Linked DNA regions of Callithrix jacchus: regions 2 and 3 are each linked to region 1. Evidence: chromatin contacts called from public Hi-C data. All regions are on one chromosome and are shown on one strand. Each heading gives the region's core, a stretch centred on a gene start, on an enhancer-like site or on the middle of the called end of the contact. The rest is flanking DNA. Distances are from core to core; before and after follow the strand shown.

Evidence for each region. Hi-C and Micro-C count contacts between places; a contact is called where the count stands out from the background.
Region 2: a contact with region 1 is called in a Hi-C map of skeletal muscle, with 9 times the contacts expected there. The contact joins the promoter of PDLIM7 here to the enhancer-like site in region 1. A contact is called at or near these places in 2 of 3 Hi-C or Micro-C datasets (both in skeletal muscle).
Region 3: a contact with region 1 is called in a Hi-C map of induced pluripotent stem cells, with 3 times the contacts expected there. The contact joins the promoter of PRR7 here to the enhancer-like site in region 1. A contact is called at or near these places in 3 of 3 Hi-C or Micro-C datasets (induced pluripotent stem cells and skeletal muscle).

The regions. Positions count from the first base shown.
Region 1 is chr2:69,026,068-69,030,646 of calJac240_pri, forward strand. No RefSeq gene overlaps it. Among named protein-coding and RNA genes, the nearest start is that of NSD1, 17 kb to the left of the region's middle. Within about 2 kb of position 2,139, at least 15 of the 16 cell types and tissues checked have an H3K27ac peak or open chromatin away from gene starts, as enhancers often do. A contact at or near this core is called in skeletal muscle, where this site is marked.
Region 2 is chr2:68,638,459-68,643,037 of calJac240_pri, forward strand. PDLIM7 (PDZ and LIM domain 7) reads left to right here and starts at 2,653. Exons shown (of 12, transcript XM_078364629.1): 1 at 2,653-2,730; 2 at 3,698-3,804.
Region 3 is chr2:68,689,640-68,694,218 of calJac240_pri, forward strand. It overlaps PRR7 (proline rich 7, synaptic), which reads right to left and starts at 2,456. Exons shown (of 3, transcript XM_002744488.7): 1 at 2,298-2,456. It overlaps LOC118151350, which reads left to right and starts at 1,408. Exons shown (of 5, transcript XM_078364632.1): 1 at 1,408-1,603; 2 at 4,568-4,579. The coding sequence starts at 1,579.

The DNA.
Region 1 (4,579 bases), core at 889-3,388:
GCTTCAGCCTCCCAAGTAGCAGGGACTACAGATACGCAAAATACCTAGCTAATTTTTGTATTTTCAGTAGAGACGGGGTTTAGCCATGTTGGCTAGGTTGGTCTCAAACTCCTGACCTCCAGTGATCCACCCACCTCAGCTTCCCAAAGTGCTGGGATTACAGGTGTGAGCCACCACACCTGGCCTGAAGTGGGATTGTTGAGAGGTAATATGTAAGCTTACCACAGTGTCTAGCACCTGTCAAGTCCTCCCATGGTTGTAGTCATGATCATTATTCTAGCAAGGTTCACACAGAGTTGGTGCATGCCAGCCTTCTAGCAAGATGTGTTTCAGTACATCCCTGTTGTGTTACAAATATCGCCACCTTATTGCTGGTGTTTTTCCTGATATAAATCCTATGGTTTCATGTACTGTCCTACTACTGTTTCTGTATAGCTTATGTTTATCCTTGTTAGACCAAGTGAAGGATTGTGGGATTGGAAGACTAAAAAGGCATATGGTTATGCCCTGTTTTTTTTTTTTTAATTATTATTTTTTTTAAGATGGGGTTTCACCATGATGGCCAGGCTGGTCTTGAACTCCTGACCTCGGGTGATCCACCCACCTTGGGGTTATGCCCTTGTTAACAAGCAGTATAGATTCTAGTAAAGGAGAATAGGGGGAAAAAAGCCTTAGTACAAGGCCGTGTGTGATTGGATTGTGAGTTCCTCGAGGGTAGGATTATCCACAATCATAAAAATTGTTACCAATGTGTTTTGGGAGCTCACAGTGTGCCAGGCACGAGACTTTACAATCTTCACAAAGATATTAAAGTAGGTATGAGTCGTCCCATTTTCTAGAAGAGGTATCAGAGATTCAATGAAATGAAACACTTGTCCTAGGTCATATGATAAGCAAGTAATTTTTCTTTTCTTTTTTTCTTCTTTTTAAACAGGGTCTTGCTCTGTCACCCAGGCTGGAGTGTAGTGGTGTAATCTCGGCTCACTGCAGTCTCCGCCTTCTGGGCTCAAGTGATCCTCCCACCTCAGCCTCACGAGTAGCTGGGACCACAGGCACACACCGCCACATTCTGCTAATTTTTCTATTTTTTGGTAGAGACGGGTTTTGCCATGTTACCCAGGCTGGCCTCAAACTCCTGAGCTCAAGCAATCTGCCCACCTTGGCCTCCCACAGTGCTGGGATTACAGGTGTGAGCCAGCGTGCTCGGCATTTATTAATTTATCCATTTATTTATTTTTGAGGCAAGGTCTCACTCTTTCGCCCAGGCTGGAGTGCTGTGGCGTGATCTCAGCTCACTGCACCCCGCCTCCTCTTGCTCAAGAATGATCCTCCCACCTTGGCCTCCAGCATAGCTGGGACCACAGGCATGCACTGCCATGCCCGGCTAATTTTTTTTTTTTTTTTTAATAGACGGAATCTGTCGCTCAGGCCGGAGTGCAGTGGTGCCATCATGGCTCAATGCACCCTCAAACACCTGGGCTCAAGTGATTCTCCCACTGGGCCTCTAGGGTAGCTGGGACTAGACGTACGCGTCACCATGCCCGGCTAATTTTTATTTATTTATTTTTTTGAGACGGAGTTTCGCTCTTGTTACCCAGGCTGGAGTGCAATGGCGCGAACTCGGCTCACTGCAACCTCCGCCTCCTGGGTTCAAGCAATTCTCCTGCCTCAGCCTCCCGAGTGGCTGTGACTACAGGCGCCCGTCACCATGCCCAGCTAATTTTTGTATTTTTAGTAGAGACGCAGTTTCACCATGTTGACCAGGATGGTCTCGATCTCTTGACCTCGTGATCCACCCGCCTTGGCATCCCAAAGTGCTGCGATTATAGGCGTGAGCCACCGCGCCCGCCCCCCGGCTAATTTTTGTATTTTTAAATAGAGACGCGGTGTCACCATGTTGCCCAGGCTGGTCTCAAACTCCTGAGCTAAAGCTATCCGCCCGCCTAGGCCTTCCAAAGTGCTGAGATTGCAGGCGTGAGCCACCGCGCCCGGCGGAGGAAGTAATTTCAACTTGGTCTGCTTGCCTCCAAATCTATTACTTTGGACGAAAGGGAAAAAGGACATAGCCCCAGAAGCCAGCGAGCGAAAAAGTGGGAATTTAGCAAAAGGACACAGGGTCCTGACGTCTGGGGCAGGCGGACTCCCCGACACCTTCGGCCGGCAGAACAGGGTAGTGGGAGACCCGACCCCAGCCTCACAGTTCGGTGCCAGCAGAACCCCGCACGTGGCCCGCACAGCAGCTGAGCCCTGAAGCACTCAGTTCCGGTTCCCCTCCCGGCCACACGCGGGCCTCATTCCTGGGAGAACGCCTCCGATTGGTTCGTTCGGTCAGGTGGCTGCCACGGACCAATCAGCGGCGGCTGGTGCCGTGGGCCCCGCGAAAGACTCTGCGGCGGTGGAGTTTCGGAAAAGATCATCTTTGTGTGCTGGGTTACGCCGGGAAAGGGCGGCCAATTCTTAATAACGTTCAACGTGTCCCAGATCTTGCGAGCGACCCCACTGGTCCTTTGTGCCTGTTTATCTGAATTCACCACCAGCCCTGCGGCAGCGCTTGGAGAACGAGACAGGACGACTGGGCCGGCCATGCTCCTTGGCTTTCAGTCCTGCCTTATTTGCTAACTTGGGTTTCTTGTCTCCTTCTCCTCTTGCGCCTCTGGAGCGCCAACCCTTTCCTGTCTTCTTGCTCCTTCCTGGCCCCCCACAAACGGCAGAGAAAAGTCTCAACTCCCCTGCAACCAGGCTCTGCCTCTCCTCCCCTCCACTGTCCTGCCCCCTCTTCCTCATCTTCCTCCTCATCTCACTGTAGTCTGGCTTCAGACCACCAGCAGTGCCACTGTAACCAAATCTGGTGACGTTTCGTGATCTTTGCTGCTTTACTTTGAGCAGCATTTGACTTTTTACCCCACTTGAATCAGCCAGGTTTCCAGGCCGTGCCACTCCTGCCTGATCGCTCCTAATTCTCACAAGCCCTTCTCTGTGCCTCTCTGTCATGGGCATGCCTTCTCTTTTCCCTGCCTGGCAAACAGTGGTGTCCCAGTGCCCCATCCCAGGCCCACTTTGATTATCATTCACTCACCTTCTGCAAGGGATCTCATCCACTCAGCACGTGCATTCCCTAGATGACAGCAATGCTGGAGCCCCTATCTAACCTAGATTTGTACCACCGCCTAAAGTCACAGATGTCTCAGGGAACCTCACAGATAACTCAGGTTCAACATAAATTCATTCAATAAATATGTATTAAGTTGTGTGCTTATTTATAGTAAATATATAATATATATATGTATACATATATTTTGAGGTGGAGTCTCGCTGTCGCCCAGGCTGGAGTACAGTGGTGCAATCTTAGCTCACTGCAACCTCTGCCTACCGGGTTCAAGCGATTCTCCTGCCTCAGCCTCCCCAGTACCTGGGATTACAGGTGCCCACCACCGCACCCGACTAATTTTTGTATTTTTTTTTTTTTTTGAGATGGAGTTTTGCTCTTGTTGCCCAGACTGGAGTGCAATGGCGCATTCTCTGCTTACGGCAACCTCTGCCGACCGGGTTCAAGCGATCCTCCTGCCTCAGCCTTCCGAGTAGCTTGGATTACAGGCATGCACCACCATGCCCGCCTAATTTTTTGTATTTTTATTTTTATTTATTATTTATTTTTTTATTTTTTTTGAGACGGAGTTTCGCTCTTGTTACCCAGGCTGGAGTGCAATGACACGATCTCAGCTCACCGCAACCTCCGCCTCCTGGGTTCAGGCAATTCTCCTGCCTCAGCCTCCTGAGTAGCTGAGATTACAGGCACGCGCCACCATGCCCAGCTAATTTTTTGTATTTTTAGTAGAGATGGGGTTTCACCATGTTGACCAGGATGGTGTCTATCTCTTGACCTCATGATCCGCCCGCCTCGGCCTCCCAAAGTGCTGGGATTACAGGCTTGAGCCACCGTGCCCGGCCTATTTTTTTGTATTTTTAGTAGAGACGGGGTTTCTCCATGTTGTCCAGGCTGGTCCTGAACTGCCAACCTCAGGTGATCCATCTGCCTTGGCTTCCCAATAGTGCTGGGGTTACAGGCCTGAACCACTGTGCCTGGCCATCTTTTATTTTTTTATTTTATTATTTTTTGTTTGTTTGTTTTTGAGGCGAAGTCTGGCTCTGTCACCCAGGCTAGAGTGCAGTGGGGGATCTCGGCTCACTGCAATTTCCACCTACCAGGTTCAAATGATTCTCCTGCCTCAGCGTCCCAAGTAGCTGGGATTATAGGCACCTGCCACCACACCCAGCTAATTTTTGTACACACACACATATATATATATATTTTAGTAGAGACAGGGTTTCACTGTGTTGGCTAGGCTGGTCTTGAACTCCTGACCACGTGATCCACCCGCCTTGGCCTCCCAAAGCTCTGGGATTACAAGCGTGAGCCACCACGCCTGGCTTTTTTTTTTTTTTTTTTTTTTTTTTAATATTACTTTTTTTTTGGAGACAGTCTCACTTCGTCACCCAGCCTGGAATGGAGTGGCACCATCTTGGCTCACTGCAATCTCCGCCTCCTGAGTTCAAGCGATTCTCCTGCCTCAGCCTCCCT
Region 2 (4,579 bases), core at 1,403-3,902, 390 kb before region 1:
GCAGTGAGCAGAGCTTGCACCACTGCACTCCAGTCTTGGTGACAAAGCGAGACTCTGTCTCAAAAAAAAAAGAAAAGTGTTTCAACCAGAGGAACTGGAAAGTGGAGAGGCCCTGAGGCAGGAATATGTTTGGCTTCCTAGAGGAACTGTGAGTGGGGAGGTCAGGGTGGCTGGAGTGGAGGGAGCAAGTGGTAAGGATCAGACCCAGTTTATTCATGTTCTATGGGTCTTAAGGACTTTAGTTTTGAGTGCAATATGAGCCCAATGCTAAAAGCTGAGAGTGACATGGTGGTGTGATTTTAGCTTTAAAAATATCACTTTGGCTGCTCCATGAAGACTCTGGAGGGGGCAAGGGTGAAAGCAGGGATGCCTGTTAGGAAACTGTCACAGGGGCACAGACACAAGATGGCAGTGGCTAGGACAATGGTGGCAGCAGTGGTTAGTTATGAAACATGTTGAAGGCAGAATTTGTAGAATCTAGGGGAGGACAGAGAAAAGAGAAAGGAAGGATAACTTCGTTTCTGCTGAACCAGTTGGATGAATATTGGTGGCACTTCTTGAAGTGAGGAAGGACTTAGGGAGGTGGAAAAGGCACAAGTTTGAATTGGACCATGATGGTCTGAGATAACTAGTACAGTGGTTCCCCAACTTTTTTGGATGGAGGGACTGGTTTCATGGAAGACAATTTTTCCACGGACTGGGGGTGGGGTGGGCATGATTTCAGATGGTTGAAGTGCATGACATTTACCATTAGAGTCTTTTTTTTGGAGACAGAGTCTCACTCTGTTGCCCAGTCTGGAGTGCAGTTGCACCATGTTGGCTTGCTACAACCTCCGCCTCCCGGGTTCAAGCGATTCTCCAGCCTCAGCTTTCCAAGTAGCTGGGACTACAGGCATGCACCACCATGCCCAGCTGAGACAGAATTTCACCATGTTGGCCAGGCTGATCTTGAACTCCTGACCTCAAGTGATCCACCCACCTCAGACGCCCAAAGTGCTGGGATTACAGGCATGAGCCACCGCACCTGACCCATTATCATTAGATTCTCAGAAAAAATGAGAAATCTAGATCCCTCGCATGCACAGTTCATAGTAGGCTTCACACTCCTATGGGAATCTAATGCTGCCCCTAAACTCAGCTTCTCTGGCTTGCCGCTGCTCACCTTCTGCTGATCTAGTAAACATCTAGCCAGGCTTTTGGATAGTTGAGTCTGGAGTTCTTGGGGAGAGGTCAGGCTGGCCATGAAACGTGGGATGCCTTGGCATATAGATGGTATTGAAAGCCACAGGACTGCATAGGGTCTTAGGGGGTGAGCATAAAGAGAGGCTCTACATCAGACGGCCAAGGCCAGAGGCAGAGGAGGAGACCCTGGAGGAGGATGGGAAGGAGAGGCCAGTGGGGCAGGGAAAAGCTGTGAAGCCAGGGGAAAAGGGTGTTTCCGGGAATAGGATCAACCTGGACCAGTGCTGCCCCTAGGCAGGGCAGGATGAAACTGAACTACCATGGATTCCATGGCCCGATGGCCTCCACGCCACTGGGGACCTTGAGAAGAGAGATCTCAGGGGACTGGTGCTCACAAAAGTCTGACTGGCATGGCTTCAAGAGATAACCGAAGGAAAGCAAGTGGAGACGCGATAAACAGACAACTCCCTGGAGGAATTTTACTCTCAAGAGAATTAAAGGGTAGTAGCTGGAGAGGAATCCGGGGTCAAGAGAAGGTCTTTAACAATGAGAACTCTCACGGCGGTTTGTGCAGAAGAGGGCGGGTGTGATGACAGTGGATGGAGAGGGGAGAACTGCAGCGACCATGTCCTAGGAGGAGCTGACGGACCGGGACCACCAAGCGAGTGGAAGGTGGATGCCCCTTCCCTCACCCCGAAACCCACTTGCACTCAGTGTCTGCGCCGCCGGCCATAGTGCCCGGCTGATCGCGGGGCCGGGACTCTAAGGACGCCCTCCCCGAGGCGCAGCCCATTCTGGCCGGGGTGGAGGGGGACGCGGCGCTTCCGACGGGGCGCGGGCCGGGTCAGGGCTGCGGGGCTGCGAGCGAGGGCAGGGCCCACAGGCCAGGGGCCACTGGCGTCCGCTCCGGCCCTGTTTTCCTGCCTTCGGTACAGCGTTGCGCAAATCTAGCTTTAAACGCCCCTGTAGGCCTCAACTTTCCCACCTCGACTTGTCTCCTCCAGCCCCTGATTTAGAAATTCTGAGCCCCCGACGGTTGTGCTAGGATACCGACCCTCGTGGCGGCCCTGCGAAGCGAGTGTGATCGCCCCATTTTTCTGAGTAGGAAACGAAAGTTTAGAGACAAGGTCCCAGGTCCGTCCGGTAGGAAGGGCCGTTTTCCTTTCCCTCCGCCAGCGGGTGGTGCGAGGGACTGGGCGAGGCAGCGCCTTCCTAAAGAAGTGACCCGCAACCCCGCCCCTCCCGCCCCGGCTCCGCCCCGCCCGCCGCGGCTCCGCCCCACTGCCCGGACCGGGTCGGCGAGGCCTCGCAGCCCGAAGCCCGAGGGGACTTCGTGATTGGGCGGGGCTGAAGATCTGGGTGGGACTTTCTACCAGCGGAGGACGGCTGGTGGGCGTGGCCATGTGAGGGCGTGATCTGCTTCCCCGCCCCCTCCCGCGCCCTCAAAACGGAGGGCGGCTGCGGGGGCGGGGTCAGATCGCTGGCGGCGGATCTCAACGCGGCTCCCTGGAGCCTGACAGCGAGCAGCGCCCCGGCGGGGCCAAGCAGGTATCGATGACCGCGCGGGACGTCTTGGGCTGGACCAGGCGGGCGCCCGGGGCGTGCTGAGGACAAGGGCTCTGGGGGTCGTGATCCAGGTTGTGCTTCCTCCCGCGGGCTCTGCCCCCTGCCTCCGCCCCCGCCCCCGCCTTCCTGCCGCGAAGCCGGCTGCGGCGGAGCCGATTGGCGCCTGCGCTGCTTCCTGCGGCCGGGGCCAGTCCAATGCATGGGGCTCGGGCGGGGGACTAGGGGGAAACTGAGTCACTTCGGTGTGGGAGCACTTCTGTGTGGGAGGCACCACCTCCACTGGGCTCCGGGAAGGATTCCCCTCCAAGCTGTGGTTTAGGGTCCTGGCCCCAACCTGTTTCCACAGGGGCCACACCCCACTCTCGCCTTCCCCCTTCTTCAGCACCCAGGGGTCCCGCCCTGGCTCCCAGCAGCCTCCACTGGTCCCGGAATGGCTAGGATCCGCTCCAGCCGCCTCCCTCCCCTCCCCCTCGCGTCCCAAGCCCCCGTGTGCTCCCTCCGCTGGCTCTTCGCACAGTGTCAGCTTACATGCCTTATATAGTCCGAGCAGGCTCCAGTCGCGGCCTGCCTGCCGGGACCTGGGGGCGGGGGAGAGGAGAGCCGGCCCCTGACTCACCCGGCCACCCGAGGCTCCAGGCTGGCTGCCTTGGGGGGAGGCCACACCAGTTTAGTCCCTTGGCCCACCCCTGGTTGAAAAGAACCTCGAGCCTGTATTTAGGCATCACTCACCGTTCCAGTCCCTAGGGGACAGAGGCTGCTCCTCTTTCCAAATTGAGGTACGCCAGCCAGCAGCACAGCCCAGCCTGACAAAATACCTGCCTACTATACCTTGGGTGTGCTCACCGCTGCCCGTGCCTGCCTGGCCCCTGTCCAGGGCTGGTATCCTGAGCTGGGCCGTCCTGCCTGCGCACCCACCATGCTGGTAACACCTTCTCTTCTTTCCTCTCAGAAGCCGGCATCATGGATTCCTTCAAGGTAGTGCTGGAGGGACCAGCACCTTGGGGCTTCCGGCTGCAAGGGGGCAAGGACTTCAATATGCCCCTCTCCATTTCCCGGGTGAGCCTAGGTTTGGGGAGGGGCTCCCCCAGCAGTCTTTGGGTGCTCAGGTTTCCAGAGGGTGATGGGGGGAGTCCTAACAGGAGATAGTTAGGGGCCAGCAGGCCAGGAGATGTTCAGGTCCAGAGATGTGGTGGTACCTGCCGGCCACAAGGACTCCCAATGACGTGGACACTGGGAGAGAAGCAGTCCAGCTTCCCCAGTCCTGCTCTGTACCTGAAGCTGTTCTCCCAAACTCCTGTGGCCACCTCAGAGGGCTGGAGGGAGGCTCATTGTGCAGGATGGGAGCCTGACATCTCCAGGAGGTATCTAAACTTGAGAGGGGAGCCAGGCCACAGGTAGGGCACTCTGACTATAGGATTTCACTTCAAACTCACTGCCACCCAGAGAATAGCAGTCATCCTGTTTTTCTAGATGAGAGGAGGAAATCATGGAGAGGTGGAGGGGCTCAATCATTGAGTCCATGGTAAAGCAGGGATTGGAACTGAGGCACAGGATGGGGTGCATTTTTTTGTGGGTAAGAGAACGGGTCCCTCCCCAGCCTATGTAAGGACCTGCATCCACCGTTCTCATTCAGGATGTGGTGGCCTTTGACCCCAAGCAGAAGTGTAGGACAGGGCTCAGCTCTAGGGGCTTAACTTTGGTTCCCAAGAGCCTGCCCTGGTGGGGGTGGAGCTGGAAGCTGGCTCCTCCCTGTAGTAGGGGGATTGCCTTATAAGCCCAAGAATGCAGCCCCATGCTGGGATGGCCAACAGTGGCTACAGTCTGCAGAGCT
Region 3 (4,579 bases), core at 1,206-3,705, 340 kb before region 1:
GCCCAGCAAAAACTGCCGTCACCTCCATGGATCAGAGGTCTCCGACACAGGACCCTTAGGTTGGACACAGTTCACGGACATATTTTAAAAACAATCCATTTTCACAATCAATTTTTAAAAACACTCTGATTAATTGCCAACATTTAAAAATCCAGGAGATTGTATATAAAGGTCTGGATTTCTGCTCATCTTGAAAATTGGACAGTCAGGTCATACCAAGTCCACATTTCACACGGTGACAAAGATTGGAGCTGAGTGGTTCCCTGGCCCACCTCACTCATTCCATTGCCCCCTGATACTGGAAGTGTTTGGGTTTCCAGTGCCTGGAGCTAGACAGAGCACCCACAGGCTGCAGCACTGCATGGGCCCAGCTTCGCTAAATTTTCTCTCCCACAGCCAAGACTGCAAGCTGAGCAGGCCATGGAGCCCATGAGCCGAGGACCAGGGGTTGGGGGATTCCCAGGGGACTGAGGCAGCCTTTTGCTGGTTGGTCTCACCCAAGGGGAGAAAATGGAGGAGGGAGGAAGTGAAGAAGGGACGGAGAAAGCTAGCCCTGTCCTATTCCATCTGAGGGAGAAAGAATTTGGCTGATTTTGCTGGAAGCAAAAAAAATGTACCAAGACGTGAAAGGGAATGTCCTCACTAGATGAAAGTGAAGGAAGGTTAAGAATGCTCTTCTTGAAGGCTCTACGGTTCTTTTCTGCCTGGGTTACAAGAGAAGTTAGCAGGCAGAGGGGCCTTGCCCACAGAGAAGTCTGCACTGTAGACTCAGCTCTGCCACTTATGGGTAGTGTGACCTTGGGCAAGTCACTCACCTCCCTGAGCCTCCCTTTAGAGTCTTCACCTCTCAAATAGGGAAAATAAACTTACCTTCTGCAATTGTTGTAAAAAATTAGGAGATAATGGAGGCAGAGTGCTCAACACAGGTCCCACAGAGCAGGAAGGGAATGAAAAGCACCTGTGAGTACGCCTGCCTGCAGGAGACTCAGGCCTGACCTCCAGGGCACCACCCATCTAAGGGCATCTTATGCCAAGGCCTCAAATGCCTCAGATGCCAGTCACCTCTAGTATGCCTCCCCGGACGGGAAAGGAAACCCAAGGGTGGTTGTGGTCGCTGGGATGCTGGATCTGAAGCCCGTGGTCGTGGCTGGCATCTGCTGAGTCAGGCCTGGGAGAGCTGGCAGGAGGGCCATTTCTCTCTCCAGCATGATGCCCACTGAGGGGAGGTTGGGAGGGGAGCCAGAGGTCATTTCCTCTGAGCGCCAGAGGAGCTCCCCTGGAGGACCGGGCACCTCCATGTGGCCCGGGCCTCCCTGCCGGCCAACCTGCAAGCCACTCAGTACAGTTGGGGCATTGTGCTCAGACAAGAAAGGGGCACTTGTGATCCAGACAATGGGCTGGGTCGCTCCCATTTGGCCTGGGCTTCAGCTTCCCTGGGTTAGCAATGTCCTTTCCTCTGCTCCTGCCCACTCTGCTTCCACCCCTCCCTGGAGAATGGTGGCTAGAAACGTGGAGCAGAGACTCACCGCGGGCCCCTGCCCGGTGTGGCACATGCCCTGGCTGTGAGGAGGAGGAGGGATGCAAGCTTCGCTCCTCTCCCCTGGTAAGAAACATCGCCCCTGGGGGAACCCAACTCAGCTCAGGCCATGTCCAGGGCTGGCGCGGTTAGGCCCTGGGTGTTGTTGTTGGTAGTGGTTGGGTGGGTGGGTGGGGGTCTATGGTCAGAGACCCCAGCCCCAGCCTCCAGTGCCTCCTCCTCCCGTGACAAGCCCAAGGGCTGGGCCACCCCCAGGTCTGCAGCCATCCCAGGAACCCTGCTGCGACGACTGCAGCCACGTGGGAGCCAGCCCGTGCCCACGGCCACTCGCCCCCACCCCCATCCTCGACGGGCTGTGGAGGCAGGCACACCCAGCCGGGCCAGAGGGGCGACGTACCCCCGCCGCGCACCCGTCTCCCCCTGCGCCCCCGAGCTGCGGGCACGCGTGGGGGGAAGGGAAAGGGGGAGGGGGCGTCGCCGCCCCGCAGTCGTGTTGCCGGGGAGCGCAACCCCGTTGCTGTGGCAACCGTTTCCAAGCGAACTGGTGGCGGCTCGCGCCCCGCTCCGGCTCCCTAGCTCACTGGAGCTCTCCCTCCCTCCGGTGTGGGCTGGGGGAGGGGCTGCCTGCGGCACAGGCTGGGGTCCGGGGCGGCGACCCGGGGCCAGGGCGCAGAGCTGCCCGCGGGGAAGGGCTCAGTCCTGGGACCATCTTCCGCCCGCGCTCAGTGCCCGCCCGGCCCGCAGCCGCCGCGGTACTCACGCGCCCAGGCATCCTCCTCGAGCTCGTTCTCCTGGCTCGGGGCGAGTGGCGCGGGCCCAGCGGACAGAGCCCCGGGCCTGCGCGGGGAGGAGGCGGCGGCGGCGGCCCGTGGGAGCAGACAGTGGCAGCGAAAGCGGCTCCGAGCGCTGGGCTGGAGGCACGGGGCGCGCGCACGGGCGCGTACACGGCGGGTGCTGAGCCCGGCGTGCGCGCGCGCGGCGGCCGGCAGAGGGCCCCCCATCCCCCGCCACACGCCGCGAGTAGGCTGCCCCCGGAGGGAAGGAGGGGGAGGACGGACACCCACCTGCGGCGCCGAGCCCCGACTCTCTCCAGCCCACCGGGCTCACACCCGCCAGGGCACCCTCACAGGGAGGCACGTGCCGGCAGATCCAGTGCACACGCCGGGCTGGAGCCCCGGCCACACCGGTCATGCACGCTGGATGCCCAGCCAGGCAGCTAAGGTCGAGAACCCCGACGTGCACACAGCTCAGCTTCGAGAGCACACACACGTCCAGGCCCCCGTCACATCCTGACAGGGGCTGCGCACACGCAGTGGGCAGGGCCCCGGGGCAGGCAGGCACCCCAATGTGGCTCTCTCTCAACTCACGACCCCTTCTGTTAGGTGCCCAGCAGGCGTACACCACCACATGCCTACTAGCAAGCAGCAGGGGAAGGAGGACCTAGTGCCGAATCCACAGCCCTGGCCTCTGTGGACATGCCTTCCCCTAGGGAACAGATGACCCCTAGAGAGGGCCCCACTGTCTACCCCGAGGTCCAAGCTTGCAGAGGCCATTCTGAACCTGGCTGTCCATCCGCCTTTTAATTGGGCTATTTTTCGTCCAACTTCTCCACTGCACTTAAGGTGTTTTCCAAAAACACCCTCCACCACATCAGCTGGCACATTTGGGGTTGCAAGTGACAGAACCCTCAAATAGGTTTGAGCTGTACACCACATCTACCAAAAAAAAAATTAGCCGGGCATGATGGCACATGCCTGTGGAGAACTGCTTGAACCCGGGAGGCAGAGGTTGCAGTGAGCCAAGATCATACCACTGCATTCCAGCCTAAGGAATGGAGTGAGACCCTGTCTCCAAAAAACAAAGAAAGAAAGAAAAAAGGTTTGAGCTCAAAGGGGACTAGCTCATGTAACTGGCAAGTCCCAGGGTAGAGATTCTAGCTTTGGTCATAGTTGCTTCCAGGTATTCCTGCCGTGGCATCAGGTACGTACCTGCTTCTGTTTGCATCAGTCTCAGGCAAACTCACCCCAAGAGGTATCAAGGACAACTCCCATAGCCCTAGGCTCATATCCTGCCATCTGTCCCTGGGGGAAAGAGAACCCCAATTGCTTCCCCATCATTTGAGCAAAAAACAAGCAAACAACTCCACAAATGATTGTTTTTGGACTCATTTAGGCTGAGTCTCTATTGGTGAACAAATCTAAGTGCCTATGAGTTAAAGGAGAGGATATGTATTCCTTATGGCCAAAGGGAATGCTCTTCCAGTATCCATTCCCTTCTCCTTGTATACAGGCACCCTGATTTCATCAGAGGAATCATTGCCCTATGGGTGCCATCCTTGTGAGCCTGTGAACCCAAATGCACTGCTCCCTCAGTGCACAGTGGCCAAGTATCCAGCCTGGCCACTGACTCCTTGGGTTTGCAACTGAGCTCAAGCATGCAAAACCAAATGGCTCTAGCATCTTGCTTCTGGTGGGTGTGCCCTGATGAGAATGGGGTCCATAACTAAGACCCTGGAGCTCCTCCATATCCTCTGAACACCTTCTAAGTTAACGGGAGGACAGTTCTGCCACCTGGTTCTCACTCTAGGTATATGTGTGGAGTATGCATATGCAGGGGGTGGAAGCGCAGTCCCATCCAAACCACAGGGACAGAGACCGGGGGTGCTTTTGTAGATGCCGGAGCAAACACCCCAATACAACCAGTCAAAACTCTTCAGGGAATCCCCTACCTTCCAGATGAGGCCCCATGTGGGCCTTAGCCCCATCATCTTAACCCAACTTTCAAAGCTGGCTGTGTCTCGCCGACCTCAACTCCAACCTCAGCTCCAGTCACTCCTTGCTTCCACCCCTGGCCTCCCATCCTTAGCCATCCTAAACCACTAAAGCCCTAGACCATCCATTTGGCTCTACTTGGGCGCAACAGTCCCTGTGTCCTGGAGGGCACCAACAGATACCTTCACTGTCAAGGGGCCTCATGTTTGGTGCTGCCCCACCCCCAACCCTATCAGCTCTAGAATCTTCTCTTCCACAGTGCCGATCACAC